Linked DNA regions of Rattus norvegicus: region 1 is linked to region 2. The links are chromatin contacts, called in public Hi-C maps. All regions are on one chromosome and are shown on one strand. The core of a region is the stretch at or near the end of the contact, and the rest is flanking DNA. Distances in the headings are between cores, read along the strand shown.

Evidence for each region. Hi-C and Micro-C count contacts between places; a contact is called where the count stands out from the background.
Region 1: a contact with region 2 is called in a Hi-C map of the A7r5 cell line, with 6 times the contacts expected there. The contact joins two enhancer-like sites. A contact is called at or near these places in 6 of 12 Hi-C or Micro-C datasets (the A7r5 cell line, Schwann cells, frontal cortex and 3 more).

Annotation. Positions count from the first base shown.
Region 1 is chr4:84,604,109-84,607,294 of GRCr8, reverse strand. The region is part of intron 1 of Chn2 (chimerin 2); the gene reads right to left. Among named protein-coding and RNA genes, the nearest start is that of Chn2, 130 kb to the right of the region's middle. Within about 2 kb of position 1,579, at least 17 of the 93 cell types and tissues checked have an H3K27ac peak or open chromatin away from gene starts, as enhancers often do. A contact at or near this core is called in the A7r5 cell line, where this site is marked.
Region 2 is chr4:84,394,420-84,397,608 of GRCr8, reverse strand. All of the region lies in intron 3 of Cpvl (carboxypeptidase, vitellogenic-like), which reads left to right. Among named protein-coding and RNA genes, the nearest start is that of Cpvl, 20 kb to the left of the region's middle. Within about 2 kb of position 1,473, at least 7 of the 93 cell types and tissues checked have an H3K27ac peak or open chromatin away from gene starts, as enhancers often do. A contact at or near this core is called in the A7r5 cell line, where this site is marked.

The DNA of each region.
Region 1 (3,186 bases), core at 330-2,829, 210 kb before region 2:
GTGACTGTGTGCATGTGAATGTCTCTGCTTAGTTATCTCTGTTAATCGGTGACCACCACAGTGAAAGCAAGGGCCCTTTTTACCTCGTTCTATGCTGCCTGTGTTACTTTTAGCCTACTGGGTCTCTTTTGTGAGTTTAGGCAAAGATACTTCTCCTAGGGGACGTGGACCTCAGATATAGATTTGTAGCCATGCTAAGAGGTGCCACGCTGAGTTGGGTACAAATGGTACAATTTGAAATTTCCTGACTACTGTATGCTAGGACACAGCAGGCACTCAGTCAAGTGCTGTCTTAATGAAAGACAGCATACATTCTGTGTGAGAAGGATGGTCAGAATGCTATTCCCCAGACTTCGGAGGGTGGGTCTAGCCTGGTCATTCTATCCCATCTCAGGCTTGGGCCAGTCACCTCTGACCTTGAGTAGCACTGCCCAGGACCCTGCAATAGCAGTCACAGAGGAGTATAATTTAAACACAAGGATGAGGGTCCTAGAGAGAAGGATGAGTAAGGCCAGCTTGTGATACTATAGCATACTGCACCTGCTTGAAGGGTCACTCAACCACCTAGACACAAAACACTACAGTGACGAGGACTACCTTTTGGACAGACAGGCTGCTGAAGCATGACACACAAACCGAGATATAGCCTAAGCCAGACAAGCCACAAGAGCTGAAATGGCCTAGTGTGCTGGCTAAGGCAGATGCTGATATGGAAGGTGGGGCCCCAGGGTGACTAGAGATGAACTTAGAGAAGTAAATAGGACTCAGAAAACCAAGAGTTAGAAGAAGCTAAATACTCTTTGCACTGAAGGGAGGAAAGAGGTAAACAGGAAAGATGCACCCAGTGTGTTAGCCACAAAGATTATTCCAGCGTGGGTGTGAGGAAGGGTTAGAGAGGGAGGAGGGGGGTGAAGGAAGGTGAGGGGCAGTGAGATCAACCAACCAACCAATCAATCAATCATCTGTCTGCCTATCTATCTATCTATCTATCTATCTATCTATCTATCTATCTATCTATCTATCGTGTGAATAGTATGAGCTACGGCCATATCAGTGGAAATGGAGGAAGTAATTTTGACAGACATTGACACAGCAAATGAGTACAGCTTGGGATAAACTGGTTCTAAGCAGAGAAAAGGGGCATCCACTGGCCTGGCAGAGGAGGGATAATTCTCTATGGCCTTGGCAGTGGGAAGGAGGTGACTTCTTTCCTATAGCTGGGAAAATCATGGGAGAAACAGTCATGGCAGATGGCAGTGGCCCTCACTTTCCCCTGTCCAAAAGAAGCAGTGACAGGATGGCTGAGTGAACGAGTCTGAGAGGCTTGCAGTCCAGACAAGAGCCTGGGCCTGGGTATCTCTGAAGGGAAGCCCACAAGCAGAGGCAGCTGCAGACAATGAAGCGCAGGGATGACAGAGGGTCAATGCTCAGTGCATGACCGGCCTCTGAAGAGCCCGGCAAGAACAAAGCCAATGGAGGATGTGAGAAGAAAATGAGCAGAGGGCAACCAGAGAGGAGAGAAGACACGACAAGGCAAAGCCACTCAGAAGGGGAAGTGGTAAGAGGGACAGAGCCTGTTCCGGTGAGATAGGCCAGGCAGGGAAGCAGTGCTACTGTAGCAAGAGGCTGTGGGAGGGTGAGGGTTGATGATCTTGGGGTAGATAGAAGCCACAGTGTGGTGAGATGAAGGGGAAATGGAAAAAACAGAACGCATGTGTGGGAGCTGTGGCAGACACAGAGACAAACCCTACTAATAAGGGGGGTGAGGGCTTGAGGTCCAGGAGCACCAACTCAGCTGCCACCTTGATTACCTTTGCCAAACCACCCCGTTCTCTCCTGCATCCAGGAGCCTCTTCCCCCTTAGTGGCTCCTGGGAAAATGTAGACTTTCCCCAGCCCTGTGCAGCTACATTCCTGGTAGGACTTCCCTCTCTGCCATGACAGACTTTCTTTCCTGCTACTTCTTCAAAGACAGTCAGTCTCCCAGCCTTTAGGCCTCTAGCCTGGAGAACTCTCTCCTTCACCGCTTCCCTCCAGAAGCTGCCTGCCTCTTTACAAATTCCTTTCAGCAGAGGAATGTCTTCCTGGCTTTCTTCCAAATCCCTTCTGGGCATTCATTTATTCATTTAACAAATATTTACCTAGAGCATAATGGTCTACTTGGCACAAAACATTACAGTAGACATGGGTGCAGAGAGTAAGGCAAGATGCAGAATGCAGACACAGGAATCAGCTATGTGTCCAATTCGTCCGTCCATCCATCCATCCATCCATCCATCCATCCATCCATTCATCTATCTGTTCCCTCAATAAGCACTGCATCTGTTTGCTAAACCAGCCTCTGGCCACCTGTACCTACCATCATAACATGAGATAGGATGTGACAGGACAGACATGATGTTGTAGGAATGAAGAAGAGAAACTCTTTTAGTCGGTTTGTTCCTTGGTATTTGTTTTTGTTTGTTTCTGTTTTGTTTGTTTGGCTGCTTGCTTTGTTTGTTTCATTGGTTGGTTGGTTTGTTCATTTCCTCAAGAGGTTAGCTCCTGGCCATGACATACTGAATTCTCATGAAGTCAGTTGTTAAGTCACAGCCCTGGTACTGTAGCTACTAGGAGGCAAGGGAAGATGTGGTTTTGTTTGTTGGTTTGTTTGTTTGTTTGTTTTTACCCACATTCAGAGTAAAAAGATCCTGAAGGATGAAGATAGGAAAATTAAAGTTCTCCCACCAACAGTAGAATGGCATGTTCCAGACTCTGGTACAGGCTCCACGCATGTATTACCTTACATATTTATAATTATCCCAAGTTGTCTCTCCACCCGCTGATACAGCCATATCCACCTGCCCATCCAAAGATGGAGCCGGCCGATCCCCTTTAGAGACTCCCTAGTTTACATCACATGAGGCTGCGGGTGGCTGTGTCGGCCAGTGGCGCAGCAGTGCAAGGGTAGAGCCAGCACCTCCCAGTGGTAAATACCTTTATGTCCCAGAGAGGAGCAAAATGAACTTCAAAAAGGTGAAGCCACTTTCCCATGGCCATTTGGGAGGTGGGATGTGGAATTTAAAACCAAATCTGCTTTGCTCTCGAGCCTATTGACTGGGGACACTATGGCCTCAGTCTCCCAAAAGGCTCAGCCATGAGCCTTAAGATGTGCAACTCCTTCTAGTCTGCTGCAGTCACACAACAT
Region 2 (3,189 bases), core at 224-2,723:
AAGTAAGCAAGCCTCCAGTCTTTGCATTGCGAAATATAGAGAAGGTCTCATTGATTTACCAAAGCACACTTTCCATTTTAAGCCCAGCTTGAAGTCTGGCAGTGGCTGGCTGTTGCATTCTCTTACTTAGAGTGATGTTTCTTAGTGGGATGGAAGAAAAGGTTGGCTAGAAGAATGGATGCAGATTGGGTACTGGCCAAAACACTGCCCTCACACACGGTAAGCTGTTTAAATTCCCTAGAGCCACCTCGATAGAATTGTCTGTGTAAAACACAATCACTTGTTACACTGTTTTGTTTTGTTTTGCTGTATTCTTTCTTCTTTCATTTATTTATTTATTTACTTACTTACTTTATATCTCGATTGCTGCCCTCTCCCATATAGTCCCTCCCCTCTCCTTCTCCTCTGAGAGAGAGTGGAGGCTCCTCCCCCTTGGATATACCCTCATCCTGACACGTCAAGTCTCTACAGGGTGAATCCTCTCCCACTAAAGCCAAACAAGGTAGCCCAGCTAGAAGAACAAATCCCACATATAGCCAACGGCTGTATACAGTGGGATAGTCCCCGCTCCAGTTGTTCAGGACCCACGTGAAGACTGACCTGCACATCTGCTACAGATGTTTGGAGAGGCCTAGGTTCAGACCGTGTATGCTCTTTGGTTGGTGGTTCAGTCTCTGAGAGCCCCCAAGGGTCCAGGTGAGTTGACTCTGTTGGTCGGCCTGTGGAGTTCCTATCCCCTTCAGGGCCCTTAATCACTGGCTAGATTTTTGATGACGTGACCCAAAATAATCAGCTTGGAAGAGTGAATGCCAATTGGAGAGTTACGTCTATCAGATTGGAATGTGGGGGCTTTTCTTGATTAGTGATTTATGTGGGCAGGTGCCACCCCTAGGCTGGTGATCTTTCCGAGTTATAAGAAGGCAAGCTGAGCAAACCAATAAGCAACATTCCTCTGGTCATTGGTTTAGTTCCTTCCTTGAGCTTTTGCCTCAGTTTCCTTTAATGACGGATTATAAAATGTAAGGTGGAATAAGCGCTTTCCCACCCCAGTTGCTTTTGGTCCTAGTGTTTGTAACAGCAACAGAAAGCAAGCGAGAACAACAGTGTTGATTGAAAGAACTGAAATCGGTGTCTTTAGTCCCCGCTTCCCACCTACTGGCTCTCCATTTCAGCAATCTGTGTAATGTGTAATAGAAATTATGTCTACGGTGTCTTGTTATCTGTCTCTATTGTCTGCGTCTGGCTGGAGATACAGTTTAAATGTCTGGGAGCAGAGCTGATACTTGGAAAGTAATGGGCCACGTCAGGACCAGTTTAGATTTCAGGAATTTTGCTTCCAAGTGACGATCCATGAAGGCACAGGATAATTTTCTTTGCCCATTATTGACAGTAGTGGAATGTGCTAGTGTTGACAGTCGAATGGACAGACTAGAACATTGAGGAAGGAGTAGACAAGTTTGTGACTGGCCACCAGGGGTCGCCAGAGAATTAAGAGGGCAATGGATAAACCAGGCCTCCTTTCCCTCCTCTCCCACTCCTCTTTTTCCCTCCTCTTGACCCGTCTGTTTGTGTAGCCCAGGATGTCACACTTCTATCTTCACTTCCCTAGCGGTGGGGATGGCAGGCGAGTCTTAACACCGCCTCGTTTGTTATCTGTGTACCAGAACCGGTCAGCCTCTTGGACTTCATCCATGTGTAGGCGTGGATCCCACAAGTCTAGGATTCCTCCGCGCCTTCGCATTTCATCGCTTCTTATTTCAGTAGCGCTCGAAATGGTTTTATACTCAGGCCCCTGACTCATTCATAAAGGGTTTCTTTTCTTCATCATCCACCAGATAATTCTTTAGCAGGGGTCCATCCCAAGACATTTTAATAACCACCTCAAAAGCCCTGCCTTTGATTACTCGAACACGCGTTCCCCTGCCTATCTGTCCACATATGTAGCCACACTTAGCTGTCTTCCCACCCACCCCCCACAAAAAAAAACAAACCCCAAAACCCCAAAAAACCCCAACCCCCCCAAAAAAACCCCAAAAAACAAAAAACAAACAAAAACAAACAAAAAACCAAAACCCAACCGGAACTGACTCTTTAAAAAGATACACGACACTGACTGAATGAAGTGTTATGCCCTGTACCTGCTGCTCATATGTATAACAACCTGTGTCTGCATGGAGACACAGAGAAATGAAGGCATGTACTCAAGAACACACAAATATTAAAATAGCTACATGCAACTCCAGTCCTGGCCGTGTGGCTCTCACATCCACACTCTTTACAGAGTGCATCCCAACCACCCACCCCCTTCCCAGCTGTGAGTAGGAGCTAACCCACAGCTTGAGAGAGCAGACAGTGTATGCTATTAGGATGAATTTACACACTGTACTGGATACATGCAGCATGGTGGTGCTATAACTCACTGCTGTGGAGAGACACCTACAACCTGGGGTCCAGTGAGAGACACCAAGATCTCATCACTTAACCGTGTCTACAGCATTTGTGGTGCCCCCAAGTGGAGAATGCACATGGCTTGTGCACAGAGAAGGCTCCTCAGACGTGTCCATGATGAGTTTAGGGAGTGAGACTTGGGATGGCAGGGGGGCAGTTCTTTGAAAATGATCTTTAAAACGCCTTAATTCAGAATATGTCCTCTAGAGCTGAGAGATGGTGGGGTCTGAATTCACCCCTATCAAACCTGAGGATCTGACGGCCCCCTGAGCTACGTGGCAGGAGAGAACCAACTCCCAAAACTTGTTTATTGACGCTCATAGGTGTGCAGTGTAAATAAATAAATAAATGCATAAATAAAAAACACGTGATAAGATTTCAAAGGGAGTACCCTGTTTGAAATATAACAGGTATTGAGGAAAATTACTTTAAGCTTTGAGATGGGGGAACTAAATATCTTGAATCTTAACTATGGTAAGATTAATATTTCCAAAGGTCTGAATTCCATCTTACCTAGAACTAATTAGCAGAAGTTCCTTCTTGCAGTGGCCCCCACGTTTGCAGTGAGGTTTTGTTCAGATCACAATCATGGGTTTCTCCTTTTCCCTGGGAGCAGGGCCTCACCTCTCAGGTGGGAGCTGGCTATGTCACGGAGGATTATCTGTAAGAACTTTATGCCACTTGTGTGGGCCATAGCAAGTATTGTCTATCATGGTTACAGTGCCGTGATTCATCACGCAA